Linked DNA regions of Gossypium arboreum: region 2 is linked to region 1. A link is a contact called in public Hi-C data. All regions are on one chromosome and are shown on one strand. The core of a region is the stretch at or near the end of the contact, and the rest is flanking DNA. Distances in the headings are between cores, read along the strand shown. Region 1 holds the start of LOC108461600 (LRR repeats and ubiquitin-like domain-containing protein At2g30105). Region 2 overlaps LOC108473500 (potassium channel SKOR-like).

Region 1 (3,389 bases), core at 385-2,884:
GTCTTTACTTGGATTAACTGGATAAGATAAACCTGAAGGTGCTTGAATAAAGCCAAAAACAGCTTTAATAGCCTTTAAAGATGCAAAACTAAAAAATTTAAATATATACATCCAAAAGTCATTACTTTGAGGAAATAGAATTAGGTTCTAGATGTTGCACTTAGCTTGGCAATTTCTATTAGTCAAAAATCAAACACAGAATCTATTGAAATCGATTCATTTATTGGAATGCTCTCCATATAACTAAAGAGGAAACTAATACCACTTTTGATAAAGAAAGCAATATAGAAAGAAATCCAAAAATATTAGTAGCCATCTTTATCATGCTATGAAAAAGTGTGAACATACATAAAGGAACCAAAAACAATAAAAATAGAATAATCTTCATTCTTCAAGAAACATTTTCAACATTAAGCACTAGCATGATTGAAGCAACCCAGCGGATTAATGGCCACCACTTATTTTAAAGTTAATTCCAGCTTCAAGTTGATTTTAAAACCTGAAATTGAAGCACAAACCAAACTTCATTTTTCTTCCTTTATAGATATTGATTTCTTTAACAAACAAGTGTGTGAATTAAGTTTTATATTTCCTCTATTCAGTTCCAAAATTAGTCCTCTTCAATCTCAGTGAAAATTAAAGCCAAAACTTAACAAATTCATTTTGGTTAAAAAGAATCTAACCCAAACTTCAAAATCTCAACTTATCACCTTACATGACACCTTCTAACTTTTTTTTTTTTTGGTTTTTTAATTATAAAATTTTAACCAAGACCCTGCCTTCTCCAAATTATTTGATAAAAAATATTAATTCAATTTTTTAATAAAATTTAAACAGGTTTATTAGCTTGAAATCATAGCGCCTAAGCCACGTCAATTTCCCTACAAGAAAACATCAATAAAGTACAACCTTGAAAGTTTTATCTTCAAACCACGTTCAAAAAATCAAAAGGTTAAAACTTTTAAAATTTGATACACAAAACCCAGATCCTATAATTCCAAAAAATCTAAACTTTGAAGTTAAAAAAAAAAGTAGTAATAAATCTTAAAAAAAAAAAGAAGATGAGGAAGATGATGATGATGAAGAAGAAGAAACTAACCTTCTTCAACTGATTTGGCTGCATCTTCTCTTCAACCCAAGATAAAGGAAACAACAAAAAGATCACTGCTTCCTTTTCTAGCTCTCCTTCAGTAAACAAAAAGAGACCAAGAAACAGGTCAAAATCTAAACATACCTTGTTAGGTCAAAATAGTGTTTCTTCCCCTTATTCCTGATAAGTAATTTATCATATCAGTAATTTTCTAAGCACCCGATAAGAAAATTAAAAAAAAATAGAAAGAAATGAAGCAGAATTGTCTTACCTGAGACAATAAGACTGAGAACGAAAAGGGATGGGGATTTTTGGGCTTCAAGTAAAGAGAAGTCTAGGAAAGAAAAGGGCCAGGGTTCAAAGAAAAGAATGAGAGAAAATAATTCGTGTGTGCAGCGCCGTTTCAAGTAAAAAAATTTGTGGCTTTTTTAAATAAACGCCACTATTACTTACATTTTGCGGTGCGCCGTATTCTCCATAAACTTCGTTATTGCTTTACTTATTATGGCATTTTTTAATTAGCGCGACTAATGATATCTATTTGCGGCGTTTTTGCTAAAAGCCTAATTTGCTGTATAACCTTCCTGCACTTTCACAAAAAATGGGTTGTCTCTTCTCTTATTTACTTTTTGGTGCACATTAGGGTCAATGTGCCATCTAAAGTGTGGGAGTAACATAGGAATTTTTAAAAAATTTTGTTATTATTTTCGTTTATTTTCAATAACTTTTAGCTGCATTTTTTTTTGTACGTTTATGCTTGAGCTTATAGAAATATAAGTGATTGGTTAGGAGCAGGCTATCTTGGGATGCTATTAAATTTAGTTTTGGAGTATTAGAGGTTAAATGTGAAATTTTAATAATTTCGATTTTAAAGACTAAATTGAACAAAGTATAGAAGTTTAAGGAAAATTTGTAAAATAAAATTTAAATGTCATGTGCATAGAAATGAGTTTGATAGTGCATTTGAATTGTTAAAGTGAATTTAATCATTATATAGATCAAGAATTGAACTGTATGAAGGATTATAGGGGAAGGGAAAATCGCCCTAAAAATATACTCGATAGTCGAATATACTAAGTAAGTTCACTATATAAATAAATAAATATACGTTTATACCTTGTTTTATTATGATTTGATTTAATTGTATTTGATCTTAGTTCTGATTATAAATTGAAATTATAAATTGTTGTAAATAAATACAAGAGAGAAAGTGAATATTTGATAGTGTTTAACATTTGAGAAATATGATTTTTTATTATTTTGGAATGATCTTAGTTGTTTGGAAACATGCATGTCACATCCCACATTTTATGATTATTGGCGCAAAAATGAGAACAAGGAAGTGGTATAGTGGTTTAATACTTCTTAGCTATCCTAGTGGTTTTAAGTTCAAATCCATTGTTCACACTTTTTCATTTCATTTTTCTAACATTTTTCCCTTGTTTTTATTAAGCTTGCCGCCCAACCCATAGCTTCCATGATTGGGAGGATTTCTTTCCTCCATTAAAGGTTAAACTTACCATAAGTTGAAGGGGGATGATCCCCTTTTCACTTGATGTCTCCCTCTCCTACCATTTCATCTCACCCTTTCCATAGTAGAAATTCATTGCACCTAGACCTAGTTGACCAACCTTTCCTCCCACTCTCCCACCTATCATTGTCGTCCCCTCCACCCTCTCTTCCATATTCTCTCTTTTTCTCTCCTTCCTCACCTATTTCTTTCTTTCTTTTTGCAACACCACCACCCTTTCCTCTTTTCCCTTTTGCTTCCTTCCTCAACCGCGACAGAACCCTCCACCGCTGATCACCACACCTCATGGCCACTGCGCCTCTTCCTCCTTCTCTTTCTCTTCCCCATCGCCACCCATCGCCGCCGTGACCAGTACTGCAAACCACCATAGTTTTCTTCTCACCGCCATTCCACTTTCTTTCATCGCAATATTTCACCTTTGTTTTGCCAAACCTTCACCGTTTCTTTTCCTACACCTTTCGTTGGGCCACCATCGCCGTCACCACTATCGGTAGTTGAATTTTTCTCTTTTTACACCTTTCGTTTCCACATTTCTTTGTCATTCTTTTATTTTGATTAATCTTATACCCTCTCACTTTAATAATTCTTTTAGATCACCCAATCTCTGATCTCGTGTCTATATCGATCCACCGTTCATCTCAAATTGCTCAAGTGTGTAAGTGTGGGTTATTTGATCATAAACTCCTCTTCTTAGTGATTTCCTCTCTTGATCGAATGGTATAGTGACCATAGTAATTATTCTTATTTAATTATTTATGTATTAATACT
Region 2 (3,048 bases), core at 421-2,920, 520 kb before region 1:
ACCAAAGTGTGACTTGTAAACACAAGCATTATGTAGAGGCAATATTAAAGTCTATTCAATGGTTATAAGATCTTCAACATCCTAGGTTGAAGAATCCACTAGATGGAATATGTCTCAACCAACAAATATTTGCAGAAATGCATAGTTGTGTGATGATAGTAAAAAGAGTTGAGAAAAATAATGATTAATGGCTTTATTGATATAACATGTAAGAGAAGAAAATGTTAAAGTGAATCATCACCATAATAAAAAAAAAAAAAAGAATAAGAAAAAGAAACCAAAATATAATAAAAAGCAATTAAAGTTTCTATATTCACCAAAAATCTCCTAATTGAAATCAAACAAAGTTGAAAAACCTACCAACGGTTACCATGGTTACAACAGAAAAATAGAGAGATAATACATAACGCTTCCACAGATCAATCTCCCTGAAATTTGAATAACGATATTCACCCATCTGTAAACTTCCTATCCATGTGTAACCTTCCTTGGAAGGAGGAACTGTTGTAGCAAGATAGTAAAAGATGCAACCAGCAGCATGCGTGCAATAGTATTCAACCACAATAAGCTTAACAATCCTGATGAAAAGGTAATTGATCCGGATGTCTTTCTCCAACTTCTCGAAAAATTCTGTCACTCGTAGAGCCCGACTTAGCCTAATCCATAGCATGTATCTAACAGGCTCTTTTCGTCCACAAACCTTGTCACAGTAAAATGACTTCAGACCACTAATCATCATACTCATTCCTAAATATATGCTAAGGCTAAGTAGTTATAGTTGGGTCCTATGAGTGTGTTATACTACGATGTATCCAAAATATATATGTCCAAACTTTTTTAAAATTTTCATATATATGAAGAGTTGAATCTCTATACCCTTTTTCGTCATATATGTGGGTTAAAGAAGAAAATTGCTATCTATAATGGATATTGTAATTTGCCACCATACTTTTAGTTACATACCATTTTCTTTGATACTATTGGCAAATTTTCCACACTAGTTTTTTTTTTTATTTTTTATTTTGCAACTAAACTTCCAATTTTTTATTCAACTTTGTCACTCAAATTTTAGTTTTGATTACTTTTTTATTCAATGTTTATTTAACAAATTAGCAGTTGCATTTAGTAATATAATTCTTCATCATTATCATTTTTATCAATACTAGTCAAACATTTCTTTCTCCTCGATAATTGACATTAATGAAATGCAATGGTGGAAATAAACAAATATAACTTGTATAAGGAATTTGTTAACCGATTACTAGTTTGCCTTTGAAAAAGAAAAAAAGGAAGAAGAAATGGGTACCTTATAGATAGCATCCCAAGGCAAACATCCAAGGAAATCAACAATAAAACGAGATTTCAAGTACCTGAAAAGTGGAATGAAAGGAATGGGTAATATTTAAGAGTAAGAAGCAAAAAAGGAAGAGAGGGAAATGGAGATACCTGAGGGCGATGAGCCTGCGATCGTAAACCAAATGATGGGAGTGAGGGTGGCGATAGGCAAGGAAAAAGTGTACGACAATATCGAAGAGAAAGGCAAGTTGGCCAGCAATGTCTAAGAGGAAAAGGTTCTCTGGGAGTCCTCTGAAAAACCCGAACTCCAGGGGTGTGAAGAAGGAGGAGTATATTGCCCATAAGAGTATGAAGTGCGTCCACGCCACGTACCACCTGTGTCAGTCAGTTACTCGATGCGTCATCATCCTTCTCTCAGTCACTACATTGTTTTTCCTATTTCGTCTCTACATCATTTCAATCACTAGAAATGAATTATTCTCAACACCTAAATTGTAGGAAATACAAAACTAAAATTATCTGAGAAATAAAATAGGTTTAAATGGAAATTTTATTAATCAAATTTGATAGTGTTTATGCATATTTACTATTCTACTTTGACATTACATGTAAACTTATGTGAATGAATATTTTATTTACATTTTAATTTGTATTGGGCTGTTGTTCTGAATGATTAAAGAATAACGCAAACTTTTAGAATATTTTTATTTAGTTAACTGTATATAGAGGTATAAATGAATAAAATGTTTAATAAACTGTTCGTGAATAAATAGGTATGAACAAAATTTTTATATTCGTTTAATAAACGAATTAATACGAATAAAGGTGTATTCTGTTGGTTTATGTTCACGAACAAGCTCATTTAAAAACTCGTTTATAAGCTCGTGTATTGACTCGTCTATGATTTGTTTATTTATTACTGATATTTTCTTATAAAAATTTTATTAGTATATATTAATAAAATTATCTTAAAACTCGTTTATTGTTCCATTAGTATATATTAATAAAATTATTTGGTTTGTATTTTTTCATTTATAATATAATTATTAATATTTATATTTGACTATTTTATATCTAAACAATATGTGTGTATACGTATGTACGTATGTATTTATTGTTTATTTGTTTATTATTTATTAACATTATTCGTGAATATGTTCGATTAAGTTAAATGAATATGTTCATTTAATGTTCGTGAATATGTTGGATTAAGTTAAATGAACATGTTCGATTAAATTAAATGAATATGTTTGTTAACATTAAACAAACGAACATAAACACACATAATTTTAAATAAACGAACATGAACAAAAATTTGAACTTCTTAACGAACACAAACTGAACACGAACAAGCCTAAAAATAAACAAACGAACATGAACAGAGATTTGTTCATTCAAGCTCGGTTCATTTACAGCCCTAAATATATACACCGCAACATGTTCACAATTTCATTTTGGTCGCCCAACTTTTAGGTCGCTTCCATTTTGATCACCTAAAAAAATACTCTTTCTTGTTAAATATTGATTAAGGTAAAAAAAAAACTAAGGATTAAAGTGAAAAAGTGGTAGAAACTAATAATGCATTAAACAATTGTCAAATTGTACTTGTTTATCACATTGTCAAAATTTTATTTTTTTAATATTAAAATTTAATTTTCAAAACATCAAAATAAATTAAATAAATTGTTGAGAAGTTTTTATCACTTGATAATGTCAACCGATTTATTCTTGTAATATTGAAATTAATTAAAT

The links. A called contact is a pair of places that touch in the nucleus more often than the background predicts.
Region 2: a contact with region 1 is called in a Hi-C map of leaf, with 4 times the contacts expected there. The contact joins the enhancer-like site here to the promoter of LOC108461600 in region 1. A contact is called at or near these places in 2 of 5 Hi-C or Micro-C datasets (both in leaf).

The regions. Positions count from the first base shown.
Region 1 is chr3:70,090,521-70,093,909 of ASM2569848v2, reverse strand. It overlaps LOC108461600 (LRR repeats and ubiquitin-like domain-containing protein At2g30105), which reads right to left and starts at 1,634. Exons shown (of 7, transcript XR_001867792.2): 1 at 1,362-1,634; 2 at 1,100-1,185; 3 at 1-499.
Region 2 is chr3:70,612,458-70,615,505 of ASM2569848v2, reverse strand. LOC108473500 (potassium channel SKOR-like) reads right to left here. Exons shown (of 13, transcript XM_017775094.2): 2 at 1,447-1,671; 3 at 1,307-1,370; 4 at 361-700. Among protein-coding and RNA genes, the nearest start is that of LOC108473500, 7.5 kb to the right of the region's middle. Within about 2 kb of position 1,670, at least 2 of the 2 cell types and tissues checked have an H3K27ac peak or open chromatin away from gene starts, as enhancers often do. A contact at or near this core is called in leaf, where this site is marked.